2 separate regions of the Mus musculus genome follow, and region 1 is linked to region 2. Evidence: chromatin contacts called from public Hi-C data. All regions are on one chromosome and are shown on one strand. Each heading gives the region's core, a stretch centred on a gene start, on an enhancer-like site or on the middle of the called end of the contact. The rest is flanking DNA. Distances are from core to core; before and after follow the strand shown. Region 1 overlaps Myo5a (myosin VA). Region 2 holds the start of Leo1 (Leo1, Paf1/RNA polymerase II complex component).

Region 1 (4,717 bases), core at 543-3,042, 240 kb after region 2:
ATACCTTTTTTATATAGAAATGATTTTAAAAATCATGTTTCTTTATAATTATAATTCATATTTCCTGATTAATTTCTTTTTTTTTATTAGGTCGTGAGTTCTTTGAGGATACTCTACCACATTCCCTTTTGTAGCTCTAGTGGTAACAATTAGATTGTGTGTAGCAGGTATGTTGCTATTGCAGATGTGCCGCCCACATTAACTCATTCAGTTCTTAGAGACCATGTTTGAGAGGCACCATTATCATTCCCAGTGAGGATGTGGGAAAACTGAGGCATGGAGAGGCTCAGCACCACGCACATATTCTGAGCCTAGTAGGTAGGAGAGAGGCACAGGACTTGAATCAAGAAGCTGGCTCTAGAATCCTTGCTCTTAAGCACATGCTGTACTGACTAGGGCAGACTCTGGCATGTGTTAGCTGTTTGTTGAATGAATTTTCTCCCTTTGTAACTTACTGTTATGTTACTAGGAAAATTATTCCCATACATAGAAGAATTTTTCATTCCGCAGAGGTTAAGATTGTCAAAAGTAATTTTGATTATTTTCTCTAAAAACTCACCTGTAACTCTCTACCAGGTCACTAGCAATGGACATAAAATTTGACAAATGCTGTTAAAAAATGTTTAAGTACCTTCTAGTTCACCAATTTTTTTGGCAAAGACTTTCAGTTGTTTCTTCAGTTTCCGGACAGTTTTATCCTGCTTTTCAAGTTGTTCCATCAGATCCTAGGATCAAAATGAGAATTATGTCAGAAAGATGAGAACAGGCTCAGCACAGGCACAAAGGGCGCACAGATGGAATCACAGCAACACACTGTTAGTTTCACATAAAAGCTGCAGGTGGAGCCACCGCCTGGCTCAAACTGGCAGACAAAGGAGGTGCAGCTCCGGTGATGGCAAGGCTTTGACACTGCGGTGAGTGAAGGCAAGGCTGACACTGCAGTGAGCTCCTTACAGCTACAGCCTACAGCGTGATGGAAGCCTCCCAGCAGGCTCCTATGGAAACATCTCAGACTCACTGTCACTTGTGAGGGGGACTGGGCAAAGATGAGCTCTGATGAGTGCATACAAGGTCTGTGAGAGCTGAGGACAGCTGCACTTAGGAAAAGACTGACCCTCCGTGAGTAAAGCACAGCTATGCGTTACCTGTTCTAAACTCAGCCTTAACGCCTACGAAACATGAAGAAGTTGGGGAAACTAAAAGTAAGCTGAGCCAGGTGTTCTGGCATACACCATTAATTCAAGTACTCAGAAGGCAGTAGTGGGTGGATCTCTGTGAGTTCAAGGCCAGCCAGAGTTACATATAGAGACTGCCTTAAAAAAACAAGCCAAACAAAACCAAATCAAACAACAAAAAAGTAATAACAACAAAAGGATAAAGAACTTTCTGCTACATAGCATGAAGGTACATGACTATAACCCAAGTACCAGGAAGTCAGAGAGAATTCAAGGCCCGCCTGGGTTGTAGTGAAAGCTTGCCTCGGGGTGGGAGTGGGGTTCTGCTGGCATAAGACCCAAATGCCAGGTAATAAAAGATACCCACAAATCTTGCACAATATATATATTTAAAAAAAATGAAGTTTGAGTGCCTAATGTAAAATGTGAAAAAGAGAGAAAGAAAACCTGTGTTTTTAAATGGAAGGTAAGATACTGGCTTTATTTAGTAAAGAATTCTCTCCAAGGACAGGCAGTTAGATACTCAGGAAGAGGGAAGTGGGCATGACCAGACTAAGAAAGCTTCGAAAGGTCAGACATGAGTCAGTGGAGCTGGCTGGGGGTTGCCACTGAGTCTTAGAGAAGAACAGCATTTGATAATGCTGATTCATTCTCTAGCTTGCTCAGAACTGGGCTCAGACATCTGACTAGTGATTCTGAGGAAACAGCTGCTCACATTCCCAGTGCTGGGTTATGCTTCCTGAATTTGACTCTATCTTTGAAATCAATTGCTTCCATCACACTGTAAGCCTTGGGTTAACAACAAACCAAACACAGTGGACACGGGACACCAAAAGATAGCTGGCTAAAGATAGCTGTGGGGGGTGGGGGGAAGAGATTTTGTGAATATTTTTGAAGAGACCTCCTGGGCAGTGACAGACAGCAGTGTGCTCTTCAGTTAGAGAAGGCTAGAAGTAGCAGAGGACAACAGAAAAGCACTGTGTTTTACATACAATCATCCTTTTGTAAAGTGAAATCCGATAGGATTGATACTTCTTAGGGTCATCTGCATATAATTCCTCAAAATACTGAAAAAACAGGTACAATGGATATTTGTTTCTTGTGTCTTTGAGCAAGTGCTACCTCTCAGCAAAATTAACTTAAAAATACTTTAAAACACATGTAACGAAACTATATCTACTCACAGGTTCCAATTTGCCACCTGCTATTACCATGTATAGATGAGTCTCTATTTCACATGAACAGTGGAAATAGGTGATGGCCAGGATGTTGTCACTAGAACAGGGAACCATAGTGACCAGAGAAGGCTGACGTTTCAGTTCCCAGCATTTTACTGCTCCCTCACATGTGACTCTCTCAAGCTGCTGCTTGTCCAGTCACTATCAGAGCAGCAAGGGCAAGGAAGGCAATGACATAAAAAGGCAGGAAGGAGCACTGCTAGCACCCCGGTCCTGTTTGCAACTTGTGGAGCTGGTGAGAGGCAGCATGGGGAGACCTGTGAAGCCTGTGCACCTGAGGAGTAAGAAAGCCATTCCTATGTGTGCTGGTGTGTGTTCAGTGTGTGTGCGTGTGTGTTCATGTGCAGCAAAACTTCAGAAGCACTAAGCCCAGACGTGCTTACCTTAATATTCTGCTCAAGTGAATCCTAACAAATGTGTAATTAAAACTGAGAAAGAATATCCTTTCATACACTTGACTTTGATAATATTCTTCAAATTAGCAGTCAGTGTAACGAATGGCACAAGCAGATGATCTGCAAAGGATAGCCTAAAACAAACTAACCAGAGACTTCTATTTTGAGTGTAAGGTTTGTTCATTTCTGAGTTAGATACAAAATACTGATAGTACAGAAGAGTTATAAGGGTGAGCAACACTTGATTAACTTAGTGAACAAATTTAGAATCTGCCACCCAGAAACAAACCCATTTCACACACTGTCAGCATTTTAAGGCAATCACTCAGAAGCAAAGAATCTGTACACTGATCAGTCAGTATTATTCCACATATTTATCAATTAATCATCAACAGCATTGTTAGTCATATCAGCAAAGAGAGTAAAACATAACTTTTGAAGAACATTTTCTGACTCAGAAGCCGTCCCTATCAAGGTGCAGTTGCTCTGAAAGAGCACAGGCACCGTCCTTGCTCCTCCCCAACTCCTACCACGGAGCTTCATACACACAGTAGACTGGAAAGAAAACACTTTTTCCAATCTAGGTAAAATATGGGTGAACATATGGTGGTAGAGAACTATCTGTACTCTCAGTTATCACTAATGGAATTAGACCTTCAGAGAAATTCAGACACGTCTTACTGTGGATCTTAAAAGGTATTACTTTTTCATCTGTCACTAGAGAACAGATTTTATGCAAAAATGAATAATTATAATCTTTAACTGACTTTTATGCAATAAGTATATCTGTAAAATTTACATAGATGTAAATGTGATAAAGAAAAATATAGAAGATATTTTATTTTGGTTAAAAAAAATGGAAGGAATAAGAAAAAAGAAGGTCTTAGAGAGTCTGTGTGAGCATTCAGAATCTGGAAGGGGAACAGCAAAATCACCTTCCTCTTTACCATACAGGCTCTGCTTAAAACGAGAGAATGTGCCAAGTTCAATTCTAGTCCCTCTGCCCCGTTTTAGAAGCTCTGTATCCAGTGACAACACATAGCTCCTGCTTGACTCAACCAAGAATCTTCCCTGGCTTGTCGGCTAGACAGGCTGGAAGGCCTCCTCCCTGGATGCCTGAGATCAGAGGAAAATGGTCTGTAGCTGTGTCTCCCTGCCACTCAAAGCCTAGCAGGTAGTCAGGTTACTCTCTTCCGGAGACTCCAGGCCAGACCAGACACTCCATGTGAGGTCTGAGGGGCTCAACTGCTCAAGAGACTGCTATGAGAAATAGTCGGTACGATTTTATTATTTTGATTCATTTCTACCAACACATTCATATTTTCCTTTCTATTAGGGACAGCAGAGTATCTTTCCCAAAAAGAAAAGGCTGTGCTTTTTCTAAAAGAACATACAGCAGAGGGTCACTGCCCCTCTCCTTACCAGGTTTTCATTGGTCAGCCGGGTGATCTCATGCTGCAGGCTGGCCTCAATGCGGGCCTCAGGGGGCAGCTGCAGGTTCTGGGCCAGCAGCTGCTGTTGCCGGTTGTTTTCTTCCTTTAGGCTCTGGATCTCCCCACGGAGGGCCTCAGCCTCATTCTCATGGCTTCTTTTCTGTGACTGTAGCTGGGATTCTAAGAGCCTGTAGAGAGGCCACACAGTTTGTAGAGTAGTTGAGTTCACACTAATGGGTACAAAGCTACACACTCCTTTGAAAGAAACAGGAAAAGCAGATACTCTATACCATCTGTGCATCTCCTGACCCTAATAATGTCATGAAACTCAGATGCCAGTAATGGAAACTAACTTGTCCACATTTGTATCTTTTTGAATTGTATGAAGTTCTCTTTTAATTGGCATAGATAGTATCATTGCCAATAAACAAACAAACAAACAAACAGCTGCATTATGAAGAGCAAGATTATATACT
Region 2 (4,389 bases), core at 655-3,154:
ATGCAAGTGGGGATGACATTATAGACCTTACAGAGTCGATGATTATAAACCATAAACAATGCTAGAAACCTAGACATACTCCTTCTGAGGTCAAGAACAATATCTACTTCTGCAAGTCCCATTCGACATCATAAAGAGAGTACCAGCCATAGCAAGGTAAATAAATAGGCAAGAGAAAGAAACAGTACAACTATCTCTAATCACCATGGCATGGTTTCACATGTAGAAAACCCTAAAGGAGCCACAAAAACAATGACAGAAAACATATCAGCATCAGGATAGCATCAAGTCACAAGATCAACGTATAGCAGAAATAGAAAATAGGACGTAGTAGTACTAGCTGGAAGTGGAGGTACACATCTAACTAAGACCAGCACTCACTGAGGAAGTGGAATCGGGAGTATAAAGCCAACAAAGGCAACATACACAGCAGATCCAGTAGAAGAAAGAGGGGGAAAGAAAGGGAAGGAGGCACGCAGGCAGGTAAGCAGACAATCAGGCAGACCTACCAAGTTCTACCCTGTCACATCCGTAGCAACTTCAAGACTAAGAGCAGTTGTCAAAGACAGGACACCAGACCCTGAAAGTCAGTCTTGGAGAGTCCACTAACTCAATGGTAAAATGGAAGAAAACTGCCATGACCTTAAAAGAAGTTTTTAAAAGGGAAGAAAGGGGAGGGGAAGAAAGCGTAGAACTGCAATCATCTGTACACTCCACTTCCCTAAGCTATGGGTGGCTATGAGAAAGCACTACAGGTACATCTTACTAAACGACGCTTTCACCAGTGGATGCAAAAAAGCACTAAGCGTTAAGCACTAAGCTGGGGAGCGGGAACCTGTCTTCTCATGATTACATTCCCAACCCCTAGCAAGGTGGCCAGGAGATGATAGGGATCCTTGTTTACTGAATGAATGAAACGCTTCATGGAAAACATGGGAAGGTGTACACAGAATTGTGCCTCGAAGACACAGAGAATAAACTATGAGCAAAGCCGGGCACAGGAAGAGTTTAGTTCTCTGTACTTTTACTTAGTGCTCCCTCCACAACTGGAGTAATTACATACAAACTGGAGTTGGTGACGAATGGGGGGAGGGGCAAGGAAAATGACATGTATAGAAGTTAATTTGGGCCTGGGGGGGCTGCAAGAATTCTGAAGTTCATCTCGGATCTTTCCTCATTCTTCTATTCACATCTCAAATTCAGATATTCGTAGACCTGTGCCAGAAATGCCCCCCATGAACCATCATTCATTCATTCATCACCAAATCCTGTCACTCCTCTCCAAACACTCCACAAGTTTCCCCATTCTTACATCACAGACAAGGAAACTGGCTTTCCGCACAGGCTCTCCAAGGGCACCCATCGCCAGTGCGTAGTCCTTCTGTAGAACTCCAACCTGATCCCTCCCAGACCCTTCAGGGGCATCTACACTCTCCCATCAACTCGCCCTTTCACACGGGGCGTTACCGCGCCCGATGGGCAGTTGAACATGTCTCCACTCATTCACTGCCAGCCACCCTTTCAATTGGCCATGTATGCACGGAGGGGCGCAGGCCACACGTCCTCCCTTCTGCTCCCCCAGGAGTCCAGGCCGGTCCCTGATCCTCCAGGCACTGACTCCGCGGCGGTCTCCCCGGGAGAGGCGGGCACCGCCGGGCATGCAGGGGGCGCTGGGCAAGAGCTTGGGGACTTCGCGTTGCCCGGCGCCGCGCCTCCGGCCGAAAAGCAACCCGACGCCCCATGTGCCCATCCGCGGAGCTCGCCCGCCCGCCCGCCCGCCCGTCCGCCGCACCTTTGCGCTCGGCCTCGCTCTCAGCTTCGCTCCCGAAGAGGTCCTCCATGTCCGCCATAGCAGCTTGGTCCGCGGCCTTGGCTTGCTCGGCTCGAGCCTGCTTTACGGCCAGACCCGTCCAAACACGACGTGTCGTAAAGAGCCGCACAAAGACCTACTTTACTTTTGTGACCTAGTTTTCTCCAGCACTCGGCTGGCTCCGCCCCCACCCCCTCCACCCCCGCCCCGGTGTCTGCGCTCGCCCGCTACTCCGTTAGCCCGCTCGCACGCTGTGCGGAGCTTGGGATGCGGGTCAGACTTGTTTACGACCTGTCAGCTGCGGCCAGGTTTCTTAAAAATAGTTGAGGGTGGGTGTGGTCGCTCTGCTCTGGGGAGGCAGATCTCTGTGAATACCAGGCCAGGTTCGTCTACAAAGCGAGTTCCAGCCAGCCAGCCAGCATATGTCTACATACGTAGATCCTGTGGCAGAAGAATAAGAAATAAGTCATTGAGAGCTCTAGCCTGGAGTAGTTAGTGGTGCACGCCTGTAATCCAGCACTCTAGAAGCAAAGGGTCAGAAACCCAAATTCATCATCAACTGCATAGCAACTTCAAGAGCAGCGTGGGATCCTTGAGAACCCCCACCCTTAAAAAAAAAAAAAAAAAAAGGGCTGGTGAGATGGCTCAGTGGGTAAGAGCACCCGACTGCTCTTCCAAAGGTCTGGAGTTCAAATCCCAGCAACCACATGGTGGCTAACAACCATCTGTAATGAGATCTGACTCCCTCTTCTGGAGTGTCTGAAGACAGCTACAGTGTACTTACATACAATAAATAAATAAATCTTTAAAAAAAAAAAAAAAAAAAAAAAAAAAGACCTGGTGAGATCGCTTGTCGGTAAATGACTTGCCCTTAAAGACTAAAGATCTGTTTTCCGAAAATCCAGCACCTACTTAAACTCAGGCACGGCTTCCAACATCTGTAATCCCAGCTCTCAGGTCCAATAAAGGACCTTGTCTTAAAATACAGATGCTGGATGGTGGTGTCTAGGCCAGCCTGGTCTACATAGCGAGTTCCAGGACAGCAGGACAGCCAGGGCTATACATAGAGATTCTGTCTGGGGGAAAAAAAATAAAAAAAAGTAAGGTGCTGCCTGGTGGGGTGAAGAGCATTTCAAGAATACACTGGAAATCGGCCTTTGGCCTCTAGGCACATGGAAAGTAGCTCTGTACAGAGCTTGCCTATTATGAGTGAGGGTTCAAATTCAATCTGCACTGGGGAAAAATAAAAGATTTAGGACTAGAAATCCCAATATGGGAGGCTGAGGCAGGAAGACAACTGAGAATTTGAGGCCAGCTGGGGCCACAAAGACAGCCTGGATTACTAAGGATGAAGCTTTCAGTAGTATTAGGTTAGTTTCTGGCAGTATTTGCTCATTTCTGATCTCTTCTTTAAATTACATTTATTAAAATAAATTTATTTTTAATTTTATTTCTTTAAATGTGCATGGGTGCTTTACTTTGCATACATATCTGTGCACCACATGCATACCTGGTACCTGAAGATGTCAGAAAGGGGCATCAATCACATTACCTGGGACTGGAGTTAGAGACAGCTGTTACCTTCCATGTGAGTGCTATGAATCAAACCTGGGTCCTCTGGAAGAGCAACCAGTGCAACCCAGCCAGTGTTCATAACCACAGAGCCATCTCTCCAAGTCTCCATTTCTAAGCTTTTTTTAAAAAGATTATTTATTTTATGTATATGAGTACACTGTAGCTGTACAGATGGTTGTGAGTCATCATGGGGTTGCTGGGAATTGAAATCAGGACCTCTGCTTGCTCCTTCCCCACTTGCTCCAGTCCCACACACTGTAGCTGTCTTCAGACACACCAGAAGAGGGTGTCAGATCTCATTACAGGTGGTTGTGAGCCACTGTATCATGCTGGGATTTGAACTCAGGACCTCTGGAAGAGCAGTCAGTGTTCTTAACTACTGAGCCATCTCTCCAGCCTATCTCTAAGCTTTTTTGGTTTTAGAATTATAGATAAGGGATTATAGATCAACATACCTATAAGATGGATATGGTTCTCAACATGTGGGTTGCAACTTCCTTGACAAATCTTTCTCTCCAAAAATATTTATGAGTCACAATAGTAGCAAGAAAAAGTTATGAAGTAGCAACCAAAATAATTTTATGGTTGGGGGCCACCACACATGAGGAACTATATTAGAGGGTCAAAGCATTAGGGAGGTTGAGAACCACTGCTAGAAGATATATTCTACTATATTACTGTTTTTTATGTGTGAAAAATGGGAGGAAATAGACTGTGGCTGTTGATAGCCTACCCAATATGATCTGCTTGGCCATAATGTAAATAATCACTTAAAATTCATCAGCAGTTTTAGATTTGTGTTAGGGGTGTGGGGTTTCAGAAATGGCTCTGAGTGCTGGGACCATAAGTGTTTCACATTTAACTTATTTTATTTCACTTTAGAGACAGGATCTCATGTAGCCCAGACTGGCTTCAAATTCTTTTTGTGGCTGAAGCTGGCCTATTGAACTTTTTTTTTTTAAAGATTTATTTATTATATGTAAGTACACTGTAACTGTCTTCAG

What was found. Hi-C and Micro-C count contacts between places; a contact is called where the count stands out from the background.
Region 1: a Hi-C map of the HPC-7 cell line shows a contact between it and region 2, with 2.7 times the contacts expected there. The contact joins the enhancer-like site here to the promoter of Leo1 in region 2. A contact is called at or near these places in 3 of 39 promoter capture datasets (the 3T3-L1 cell line, the C10 cell line and hippocampal neurons), 4 of 484 Hi-C or Micro-C datasets (the HPC-7 cell line, adipose-derived mesenchymal stem cells, cortical neurons and 1 more), 2 of 115 datasets of contacts at active chromatin or transcription factors (the SCID.adh cell line and bone marrow-derived macrophages) and 1 of 9 other capture datasets (pancreatic islet).

Annotation. Positions count from the first base shown.
Region 1 is chr9:75,193,651-75,198,367 of GRCm38.p6, reverse strand. Myo5a (myosin VA) reads right to left here. Exons shown (of 41, transcript NM_010864.2): 31 at 4,231-4,429; 32 at 2,168-2,242; 33 at 632-725. Among named protein-coding and RNA genes, the nearest start is that of Myo5c, 36 kb to the left of the region's middle. Within about 2 kb of position 1,792, at least 162 of the 459 cell types and tissues checked have an H3K27ac peak or open chromatin away from gene starts, as enhancers often do. A contact at or near this core is called in the HPC-7 cell line, adipose-derived mesenchymal stem cells, bone marrow-derived macrophages and 3 more, where this site is marked.
Region 2 is chr9:75,439,039-75,443,427 of GRCm38.p6, reverse strand. Leo1 (Leo1, Paf1/RNA polymerase II complex component) reads right to left here and starts at 1,904. Exons shown (of 12, transcript NM_001039522.1): 1 at 1,793-1,904. The coding sequence starts at 1,850.